Linked DNA regions of Mus musculus: region 1 is linked to region 2. A link is a contact called in public promoter capture Hi-C data. All regions are on one chromosome and are shown on one strand. Each heading gives the region's core, a stretch centred on a gene start, on an enhancer-like site or on the middle of the called end of the contact. The rest is flanking DNA. Distances are from core to core; before and after follow the strand shown. Region 1 holds the start of Cpne8 (copine VIII). Region 2 has its middle 21 kb from the start of Gm36480.

Region 1 (5,794 bases), core at 2,093-4,592, 350 kb before region 2:
TCAGTATTCTGCTAACAGCCTTCAGATTAAGATGTAGAACTCTCAACTTCTCCTGTACCATGCCTGACTGGATGCTACCCTGCTCCCACCTTGATGATAATGGACTCAACTTCTGAACCTGTAAGCCAGCCCCAATTTAATGTTGTCCTTCTAAGACTTGCCTTTAGTCATGGTGTCTGTTCACAGCAGTAAAAACCCCAAGACACCCTACAAGGTCCTTATCTGCTATTTTATTTCCTCTTTCAGATCTAACAGTGTCCAGTGCCGAGGGGGACATCCAGGCAGTGTTTGCCAAATGACTGCTCTGGTGAATAATTCATCTTTGCTTTTAGCACATCACAAGGCTACACACATTGTTTACCTGAATGCGTTTTAACACATGCTGTTAGTACATTTTCTAAAGAAAAGCACAGGTGGAAAAGCTAAAGTTCACACCGATACATTTATTTTTAATGATTGTAGTTCTGTGCTCGGGTCGGATTTATTAATGGGAAGCTGTACTCCACATATTCTTTGCTCTATCATCAAAGCTTGCCTCCTTAGGCTACGCTCATTAGTATTGAGCTTAAGCAATCGGCATGGAATTAACATTTCCACCCAGTGTTTACCTTTCCTAAGGCTGAGACAATATGGCCACAAACTGGCAGGCTTCAAACAATGGAGCTTGCAGTCTCACAGAACTGAAAGTTGTAAACCTGACTGACTCCCAGGGCCACATTCTCTTCAAAGTGTCAAGTGCGAACTCCTGCCTCTGTCAGAGGTTGCAGTTGTCTGGAGTTCCCCAGGAAAGTACAGAGCAGCTTCAGTCTCTGCCTCACTGTGTTTCCTCCAGTCTCTTCCTATGGTACCAACAAGTCAAACCTGACACATATTAAGGAAGGCCTAAAAAACATGGCAAATTGTACAGTGTTTGCGGTCAGAAGATGAATTCTGATAAGATGCCAGTTCCTCTCTATTAGGGACCATGTCTAGGATAAACATAAGCTCAATTAAAAATTTAGGAATTTTTATAGACATTGTCAAGGTGAATCTGAATTCTGTGAGGAAAATACAAACATTTTAAAGTGGCCAAACTCTTTGGAAAGGAATCAATTAAAAATATCCTGTTGCCGTAGTAGTTAAGACACTCTGATTCTGGTTTAAACAGAGACAGACAGGTCAACAGAACAAGGCAGTGTCCAAGAGTGAACTTATTTGCTATGTTGATTTTTTGGCAAAGATTACTTTAAGATAATTTTAAAACATTCTTTAAAAGAAACCATAGACCCAAATGTAAATTCTGAAACTAAAATTACAAGAAGAAAACAAAATATATTTTTATATATGTATGTATGTGTGTATAATATATATATATACATATATATATATACATATATATATATATATATATATATATGCCAAGGGTTTTTAGCATTGACATGGGCATAAACTAAACCAAAACAGCAAACAAACAAACAAAAAAACTCTCATAGATAAAATTGGCCATCATATATTACTTTAGGATAGAAAATAGTAAAACTAGTTTGTAAAAACAATTCAGTAATTTCTTAAGAAATTACGTGTACTCTTCCACTTTCATCTGGCTATTCTATTTCTACTTGCCCAGTGTGATGAAAGCTTATGCCCACAAAAGACCCATATGCCAGCGTTCACAGCAGTCTCGTATGTAATAGCCCAAACCCAGGGGCAAGTACACTGTTCATCAAGATGAGTGGGTGACCAATTTGTGGCAAGTCTCTAAAAGGAAGATTATTCACTATTGATGCACCTGTTATCGTAGATGAAACTGCAAAGAATTTTACAGACGGAAAGAAACCGGGTTAGGCATGGAGTGTGCCATATTCTGTGGTATTTAAATTAAAGATGAAGTGTTGTTTTAATGGCGAAAGCAGGGATTGATTACAAAAGAGACACAAGAAGCTTTTGGGGCGAGGGAATGGTTTATTATTTTGGTGTGGTGATGGTTTAGCGGGTTGATACCGATCGTAATCCATCAGAGGGCACACTTTAAATACCTGCATGCTATTGTGCATGTAAATCAATGCATTCAGATACACACACATATGGACCTAGATAAAGTGGAAAATTCGGAGAAGGCCTCTGGGTTGAGCACTAAAGTCCTTACCTTTTATTTCTTCAGGAGGTGCCTGCAAAATAAAATTCTAGTTTGCTTAAAAAAAAAAACCCTCTAGACCTCCTCCACCAAATCAATTTCAGGCATCAATAAGAGAGCTTGAGGGAAAATTCTAGTCATCAGCTGCAGTTTAATTTGTGATAGGGGGAAGAGAAAGAAAAACAGAACTGGTGGATTTAAGGGGTGGTGAAGGGAGGGCGGGGCGACCAGGGAAAGCAAACAAGACCAAAGTGACGCAAACATTTGGGGCAGGGAAGAGCGGCAAGCATCTACACTCTATTTCCCCTGCAACCACACAGATTCTTTAAGGAAGTGGCTCCAAGTGGATTAAAATACCACAAGGGAGACCAGTCACAAGCCCAGGATTCTCCAGGTGAGCCAGGGCTAGAGCCAGCCACGCTCCCTCCTGAGGCTGGGCGCCCTGCTCTCCACCGCCCCCTGGCGGCCATCGCCAGAAGACCCGCAGTGACGCCTCGGGTCAGGTGTGCGCAGGAAAGTGGGGGTTACCCGGCAAGCTGCGGCGGCGCCCCGCGTCTTGCCCACTCCCAGTCGCGCCGCCAGGAATCTATTTGCTAAACTCCCCGGTCACCCGAGCTGCTCATCTGCTTTACGCTGCCCTGCTTTCAGGTCTTGAGGAGCAGGATTGAGGAGGAGCTAGATTATAAGTTATTATTACGACCTCCCGGGCCTCAGGGCAGAAATCCCTGCGGTTTGGCAAGTGCGTTGCAAGGCGCCGATCTTGCCTTAAGGAGACCCTCGCCTAAAAGTTGCAGGGGATGGCAGACGCATTGAAACCTCTCTTATAACGCTGCGATTGTCCCAACAGCGTCCACTCCACCCAAGCTTGCCCCATATATTGGCACGCCCCTCTGCACCAGGAGTCAAAGGCTGGTGGCCATCCCTTGCCCCACCACCACATCAGTCCAGTAGCCCGAAGTGGGGAGCATATCAGCTGGGGCGGGGGGCAATCGCCGGCGCCTGGGGCTCTCCCACTAGACGGCGCGGTGTCTGTCCGGGTCACCTACTGTCTCTGCGCCCTACGCCCAGAGCCCCCGAGCTGCAGACCCAGTCACCGCCCGGGGGCTGCCCCAGGGCGGGAGCAGCCCGGAGCGCCACTTGGGAGACCGAGGCGGCTTTGCCAGGACTGGCTCGGTCGCCGGATTCGCGACGAGGTCCGCCTCCTCCCTCCCCTTCCCGCGCCGCCTCCGCCTCCTTCCTCTGCCTCCACCCTCACCCCTTCCCGTCGGTGCGGAGCTCCGCTCCGAGCAGCGCTCAGCCCGCCGCAGCTTGGATGTGGGCTCGGGACAAGTGCTCCGTTCCTCAGCTCGAGATGGACAGCCGCTACACCAGCGCCACGGGCATCGGGGACTTGAACCAGCTGAGTGCGGCCATCCCCGCCACACGAGTGGAGGTGTCAGTGTCCTGCAGGTGAGGACGCGGCTCTCTTTTCTTCCTTCCATCCGAGCTTGGTGGCACTTGGCTAGCGCTCCAGGTACCACGAGGCTTGGCGCTGGTGAGAAGTTGCATGCTGAGTGGGGACTAGTTGTGGTACTGGCTGACGTTACCTTCCCCTCCTCCCCCCCAGAGGGTCAAATGACACAGAACTGGGGACGAGAGTGGTGGGCTTTGGCTGAGTCTTTTTTTTTTTTTTTTCTGGGAAATGTTGTGAAAGTTGGCAAAGCTGTGACTCAGCTACAGAAACCCTAGCCGCCGCCCACTTCGCAACCTTTTAAAAAATTATTTATTTATTTTAAACAACCGCAATCAGGGCCAGAGGTTCAGTGATGTCGGGAACCGAAGGGTCAGTCCTACCAAGAGCGCGCGTGATGCTGCGCACCTTGGCCAGGGACTCCCTCTGCCAGGCGTCCGGGAAGCCATGCGGTGGGCTCAGCTCCAGTTCCACAGCTTCCTCCTCCCCACTCACTTCCTGGAACCATCCAGCTTCCTTACCCTCCACCCTTCCGGGACGTTTACCCTAGGCCTGTAGCGGTTCCAGGTTCAGTCTTCCAGGCAGAGGCTTACCTAAGAATTGAGAAGTCACGACTTATTTTCTGCCCGCCGGTAGACAAACATCAGAATGCTTTCAGCAACTCTCAAGGACTGCCAGTTTCAGACTCCCTTCCTGATACTCCCTGGGCCAGATCCTCAGTAAGTTAGGTAGAATAGCTGTGCTGCCCCAGTTTTGGGGAATTAGATGGTTGGCTATATTAAGAATACTACATTGCACGTACCCAGGTGCCCACTTCCAGGCTGAATACTTCCTTTCACCGGTCTCGTTGGAAAACTTCACTCCTACCCCTCTACGCCCCCGTGTTTTTAAATGCCCTCACATGTTCTTAGCCTTTCTGTAAGGAAAGATCGTTGTAAAAGACTTTAATAAGCATGAGTGATTTTTGTTGTAAACAAACCCTGAAGTTTAAACGCCGCTAAAACAGGTTCTCAGCTTTCTTAATGCTGTGACAATTTAATGCTGTTTCCCATGTAGTGGTGATCCCCCCATCTTAAAATTATTTTTGTTGCTGCTTTATAGCTGTATTTTTGCTACTGTTACAAATCCTAATGTAAATATCTGTGTTTTCTGATGGTCCTAGGTGAGCCCCGTGAAAGGGTCATGTGACTCACAGAGGGGTCGCGACCCACAGGTTGAACATTCCTGCCCTGAAACTAAAGTTTCTTGGAAATTCAAGTTTTAGCACCCATTCCCCAAGTGGCCATGTTCTTTGGTAGGGGAAAACCCTGGGATAACATAGGATTTGCTCTGATTCACCTCAGAATGTGAAAGTTCATGACATCAGCCCTGGGGTTATTGGGGTAACTGCTTTGAATGCTCCACTAGGCTCCTTCCAGTTAGCAGCTGCCTGGCAGACTCCTGTGGCGATTTGTAGGTGAATCTCTTCTCTCTGAAGCTGGCTTTAATATTAGGTGACTGTTACCTAACACCGTATAACACAATGGGCAGTGGGTGGTCAGGAATTCTACTATCTCAGCATCTTTTAGAGGTCTGTCATTTGTTTGAAATCCTGCGGCATCTGGAGGGCCCTAAACAGACAAGGCACATCAACTCTGAATAGCCTATAGTTCCTTCGGAGTGAGGTGAGATAGTCCTGGTCTCATGTACCAAAGATACTAATGCTTTGCTGTAGGTATACTGGGATCCTGAAGTGCACTGGCTTAAACCAGTTTGTTTTAGCTTCCTACTCAAGCCCCTGGAGTCTTTCTTCTATGTGGGGTTACTTTTTGGAACTTAAAAAAAAAAAGTTTCAAATAGGGGAAAAAAAAATCAAAGAATCTTAAAGAGAAAGGAACACTTAGTATCAAGTATTTCTTCTAAGCTTGTCCAGGCCTAGTCTATTATTTGAGTTGTCTAGGTTCAGTTCATTGTGTGTTTCTTACCAAACTGGACGTAATTTCTACTCTTGGGCACGTGTACTTGACAACTTGATAGCTTCAGACAAGTCCTTTTCCTTTCTGTGGTGTTGAGAACTCTTGCCACCTTAGGAGGTGGTATCATTTGAACTTCGAAGTCAGCGTCCTGGGTGCAAATTCTGACCCTGTGATTCACTATTATTACCTGAAAACTGGTTTTTATTATTTATCTAAGCTTGTTACCATACATGGCAGTGCTAGCTAGGAAATAAAAACTCTGCACTCTTATGATAC
Region 2 (6,212 bases), core at 750-3,249:
TGAGACAAAAAAAAATAGTTCATTAAACATTTATGAATCATAAAAATGCAAGGCATTTTCTGATAGTGATTTTTAAAAAGCTATAAATATTTGACCTTTGGCATTATCTTATCAAATGTAGACTTATCTCTCTTTTCTTTTGGTTCTCCCAGAGAGATAAGATAGTGGCAAAAGGGAGGTACTTATAGCATTTTTAATCAATAGTTTAAAAATTATTTTATTGGATATGCCCCTAGGTTCTATATAATACTGTTTTTCTCTCCCCTTTGCTACTGATGTTTCCTCTAGGGATAGGGAGAGCAAGGAGGGGGGGTAAGGAGAAGATTATGGGGAGGACGGTGAATGTGTACAAAATACACTGTATGAAGTTTTCAAATAACTCATACAAACATTTTAAGATCCTTGTTCTGTAGGCTCTCTGTTAATCCTTGAACACAAGATCACTTAGTATACATTGCCATGAAATTTTGTGCTATGTAAACTGAAATGGATGAACTTTGAATGAAATTTGATTTGGACTCTCCAAAAAAAAAACAATCTTGTTATGATTAATACCACTCTGCATTTATCTTTTGGAGAGCATATAGAGAAATACTAAAGTACTGACTGAAGCTAGAGATTAATCATTTTGGTTTCAAGTGATTTTTCAAGATGACAGAGAGGAGTCTTAAGCTTTGGAATATGCCCGGAAGCCAGATTTCAGAAGAACACAGGATGGGTTTGACAGGACTGCCTACTGGTTTAACTAATATTGATACTTTTCCGGGAGAGAGATAATTGGCAATTATAACTGCCAAAGGGGAAAAAAACTGAAGCACAATAGCATAAGCTTTGGAGAAAATGGTACTTTAAGTAAATTATGACATTTATAAGATTTAGCTCTGTAGTGTTTCAGCTTCCTAGGGGCCTCAAGCGTCATGCTGACCTGAAAACATACAACACTTAACACATACCTACATGTATGACCTGAGTTCCTAAGCGATACTGTCACCAGGACAGTGCATCCACTCAGAATTAACCTTGTCAGCTCTACTTACACTTCTTATACTGATAATTCTATAAATAAATAGTTACATATTTATAAATATGTATGTAGTTTATAAATAACTGCATTTATATTAATGTATTTACACATCTCCTTGGATTTATGTGTTGTTGCCACCGCCACATGTAACAATAGATTCAGGATATCTGTAATAGAATATTTTCTGAGTTTTATAAATTAACTTAGGCAATACTCTAGGAAAAGAACAAGCATGTGTGTGTGCGTGCGTGCGTGTGCGTGTGCGTGTGTGTGTGTGTGTGTGTGTGTGTGTGTGTGTGTATAACAATATAGAAAAGAAAACATTTGTATCCACTGGTGTGTAGGCAGAAGCTGGCTACAGTTCTTCAGAGGACTTTCTCAGCTGGGTGCTTTGCCACTTCAATAGATTCTAGTCAGGACTCAGAATTAAAAGCAAACAGAGCTCAGCTGTTTCTACTGCCTCTGGTTTCTCTAAGTCTATAAACAACCAACAGTCAGAAGGATGGTAACCATATGTTTTCTTTTTCAACTGATGTACTAAACTTTGCCTTGCCCTGAGAGGGTTCAACGGAAGTCCTCCATAAAAAAATCAAAAGATTATTTGGCAGCTAAAATATGTTTATTGTCTAAGGTTTTAGCTACTTGGTGTTATGCCTAGGAAGAGCATGGAGATAGCTGTTCACTTTGAATATCCTTCTGGGACTTACAAAATAATAAATCCTTGACCAGCCACCATCACCAACTTCCTTAGTGTGCATCCAGACCAACCCAAGGCAACTGTGTCTATTTAAACTTGATTAAAAGTTTGCCACTGGACACTAGCTATTCAAGTGGAGTCCGGACATCTTCCCTAAGGGATTTTTCATCTCCAATGTTTGTTGCTGCTGCTGCGGCTGCTGCTGCTGTTGTTCTGTCCACTTAATCAGGAAATTCATTTGGAAGGCTTTGAGAAACCCCTGCTGTGGGTCTCCAGCTGAGAGCACAGCTGTGCAGGGCACCTGCTCCTCATTAGCGTCCATCAATTATCTGCATAGCACCGGCTTGTCCAGTGGCTTTGCACTAGCTTTCATTGCTTATTTTTGCTATATGCTCATAATCAACTGGTGTTTTACAGCAAATTCAAAACAAAGGAGAGGTTTAGTTTGCTTGTTGGTGCTGTAACCATATTTTCCTAAGCTTCACTGGACTGCCCAGAATCCTATGTAAGATTTCCCTGTTCTATTCCTAACAAGGCCTTTTGAAGTATAAACTATGCCTAAAAAAAAGCTGATAACATGACTGATATATTCTCAAATGAACTGGGTAATCTGGAAGAGCCACGTTGACCACAAGATAGGTTCTGCCTTCCTGATTCTGAAAGGATTTCCCGATGGCTCAGACATTTTCTATCTCTTCAAGATGAAATCCATGATTTGACATTATTTCAAAGTAAACACACATTCATTCATTCTTACGGCAGTAGGACATGGAAACCCCTCAGGTGTAAATGCAGTGACATATTCCAGTGCTTCCAACAAGACTATGGGTGCAGCAGAGCATAAATCACCAAGCTATTGAAATTCTTACACTTGGCACTGGTTATGCTCTGCCCAAGTAAGTCTGAGAACTGATACTGAAGTATACTCTGTCTCAGACCATTTTTCTTTACACTTTAGAAGTGATGGGGCAAGGAAGGACCCAGGGCTTACCACATAACTACAGATCTCCTTAAACTCATAGCAGCCCTGCTTCTGCTTCACAAATGCTATCGTTACAGGTGTGGGCTACCACACCTCTCTCAAGTTTGATTGTCCATGCTAGGAGCAAAGGTTTCTGGGAATAGAAATGTAATCTATAAATACATTTTAGAGAAACTGAACAGGAGTGCCCTGTTTCTGAGGTACCCCTCCATTAAAAAAAAATGACCAAATTAGTCAGTCAACAAATAGTTAAATCTTAAATCTTACATTAATTGGGAAAAGTATTTTGCTCATATTTGGATAATTTTGTTTCTCTGGTCAACACCAAGAGTCTTTCAAGATGAAAAGATTTGATAGTATGAATCCAGTTTTGGATCTTCTTACATAACCTGAATTAATTAGAAGGCCTCAAATGACTGGGTTAAGACCTTATAAAGTGTATTTGGGAGCAATAGACAGAGTGGTTCCATTGTTACACTAAACCATGTGATATTTCTTCTCTCGAGTTAAAAATAGGAAACTACTGATAATTTCACATGACTATTTTGTATTAAATGCCCTTCATTCTTCTTTGCTTACTCCAGAGTCTAAGACATTGTGCTTTCTGCACATTTTGCACATAGGCAAATAAAATTGTTTAAATAATATTGTTCTTGGACTCAGCACTTAAGAGCACTGACTGCTCTTTCAGAGGTTCTGAGTTCAGTCCCCAGTAACCACATGGTAGCTCACAACCATCTGTCATGGGATCCGATGTCCTCTTCTGGTGTGACTGAAGACACAGCTACAGTGTACTCATATACATAAATAAATCTTTAAAAAATTATTCTTTCTTCTGACCACGGTTGTACACAGATCCTTCAGTCTCACAGTCAAGCTACGTTACACAGGAAAGATGTAGCATATGATCGTCCAGTGAGGTTGACTTAGCTGCTCATCCAAGAAAACAGCAAGCTGCCGCCATCTTGAAAGTGCTGTGTTGAGAATACCTGGCACTAAGAAAGTCAGAAATTCCAGTTGCTCCTTTTAATCCAGCGTCTGATGTTTGATATTTTTGCATGTTTGTGTTTATCACAGTTTCTTTAATATATAACTCTCACTTATTTAAAAAAAAAAACAACACAAATTTCAGTTTCTTAACTTTGCTAAAGTATTACCGGTGCATCATAAAATTTTGTCTTAAATTCTGCTTCCAGAAATAAGCGTGTATACCTTGCACCCACACCAAGAACTTTATGATCCACACTACGAAGGCCCCGCTGGTGTGTAACCTCCAACAATAATTGGCACCCACACTGGTTTCCCATCTGGCGTGATAGGGACCATGAAGTATGTTCTCGCTTCTGAATTTTTGCTCATTATCACTCTTGTGAGAGCCATCCCATCCCTGTCTTCTGTGTCACCATAGTTACTTAATAATGAATGCTATTGTAAATAACCCCTTTATGTAAATATGACTTTATTGTCTTTCCCACTCACTGTGGAAGCTGGATATAATCTGTGTTACATGGGTCAGCCCTGGGATCTTCCATGGTGGATGTGTACCTAGAAGTAAAATGATCTTTCATAAAAAACCAAATTAGAGCATTAATAGGAATTAAGCCTTTCCTTAGGGTTTTGGGAAATGTGTGTTCCCATCAATGGTGTGTTTGAATTCTATTTTCTCCATATTCATGAAGGATTTTTCTGCAGGTTTTGTTCAAGTCTCTGCAGTGGCTGTGGCGAGGCATCCCATTTAATACCAATGACTAATTATACTAAGTCCTTGAAGCTGTTGGCTCCTTGGAGACTTTTGGGTTTATATAAAAATACCTTGTTCTATCTTTATTTAAGAATAGTCATTCATTTCCTTTTACCAGGTTGGAAGTTTCCATTTTCCATGAGGCCTCTGTCACTATGAAGACATCAAATGTCAGTGACACTGGACCTCTTTAGAGGCAACACCTTTTTTCTGTCTGCTTTTATGATTTTCTCTTTTCCTTTGATTTTTCAAACAATTGACAATAAAGTGTGTTATGATTTGCCTTCTCTTTACTACAGTAGAAGATACTGATTCTCCAAGATTAATGAATTGAAAATTATCTGCCATTGTTTATTTCAATAAAATGTCTGCCCCGTTTCTCTCTCTCCTGTACTTCGGTAACTTAAGTTGTGTGAGACCTTGAGAGTACGTTCTGTATTTACTTACTCCCTGCGTTTCCATTCAGAGTTGTGTGTGTGTGTGTGTGTGTGTGTGTGTGTGTGTATTTGTGTGCATGTGTGTATGTGCATGTGTGATAAAGAGAGATAAATGTATGGGTATGTCTATGAATGTCTGTGTTTGTGTGTGTATTGTGTGTATTTGTGTGCGTGTGTGTGTGTCTGTGTATGCCTGTGTGTATCTCTCTCTCTCTCTGTGTATGTCTGTATATATATGTTTATGTCTGTCTGTGTTTATCTGTATTTGTGAGCATGTGCATATGTGTGTGTGTGAGAGAGAGACAGTATGTATGTGTGTGTGTGTGTGTGTATGTCTCTGTGTGTGTTTATGTGTCTATATGTATGTGTCTGGATTTGTGTGCCTGAAAGTGTGTGTGTGTGTCTGGATTTGTGTGCATGAGAGTGTGTGTGTCTGTATTTGTACGTGTGTGTGTGTGTGTGTGTGTATGTGTGTGTTGGGGATTTTTGTTTGAAATATCACTAGTAATGTCTTTAAGAATAATAAATTCACCCATTTAACCTGCAACTTCATATTCTATTTCCTCTGTCAGAATTTTTCTGTGATTTTTTCCTGTAGATTTACACTCTCTCTTTTATCTTCTGTTTCTATGTTCAATTTCAACATGAGCATTTATTAAAGTATATCAAACAGAAAACTTCACAACTGTATCTCTGTGACACTTTACAAAGCAATAAGCACCCAGATTAAGAAATAAAAATATTACTGGATGCCAGACATTGCTTTATAATAATTTCAGAGTTATCCCCATGACTAATCTCTGACATGATAGTTCATGGCATTAATTTTCCTACTGCTTCAGTTTGCCTACTTTTGAATTTTATATTAATGCAGTCTTATATTGGATTTTTATTTATACAGGACTTCTTAACATTTTCATTATGAGATTCAGCAAAGAAACATTTAGTCATTTGCAGTACAGAATTCCGTTGTCCCAGCAATGGGTCACTGAGCTGTTTCCAGCATGAGGTACACATAAACAATTTGCTGTGGACACTTTTGTGCAGATCTTTTTTGGTGTACAAATGTGCAAATATCATTTAGCACAAACATGTCAATGTTGTGATACACACACGCTTTAAGCTTAATACAGAGTTTTTAAATGGTATGGAATCCTATCACATTATTTAAATGGTTTTTCAGAACCACTATGTCAATATGCATTCCTCCAGCCTTTGTGAGCATCTGTGTGGTTCCCCCTCCCTCAGAGATCACTTTTCAATACAGTCTTCATTTCCAGGCCTTCCAGTGGGAATTTTATTGCATTTTATTCTTCCTTCAAAGATGCAAT

The links. Promoter capture Hi-C pulls out the DNA fragments that hold promoters and counts their contacts.
Region 1: a promoter capture Hi-C map of second pharyngeal arch cranial neural crest shows a contact between it and region 2. The contact joins the promoter of Cpne8 here to the enhancer-like site in region 2. A contact is called at or near these places in 7 of 39 promoter capture datasets (the SN4741 cell line, cranial neural crest, embryonic stem cells and 3 more), 1 of 484 Hi-C or Micro-C datasets (embryonic fibroblasts), 2 of 115 datasets of contacts at active chromatin or transcription factors (embryonic stem cells and forebrain) and 1 of 9 other capture datasets (liver).

Annotation. Positions count from the first base shown.
Region 1 is chr15:90,676,936-90,682,729 of GRCm38.p6, reverse strand. It overlaps Cpne8 (copine VIII), which reads left to right and starts at 3,342. Exons shown (of 20, transcript NM_025815.2): 1 at 3,342-3,562. The coding sequence starts at 3,426.
Region 2 is chr15:90,329,263-90,335,474 of GRCm38.p6, reverse strand. No RefSeq gene overlaps it. Among named protein-coding and RNA genes, the nearest start is that of Gm36480, 21 kb to the left of the region's middle. Within about 2 kb of position 1,999, at least 34 of the 459 cell types and tissues checked have an H3K27ac peak or open chromatin away from gene starts, as enhancers often do. A contact at or near this core is called in second pharyngeal arch cranial neural crest, where this site is marked.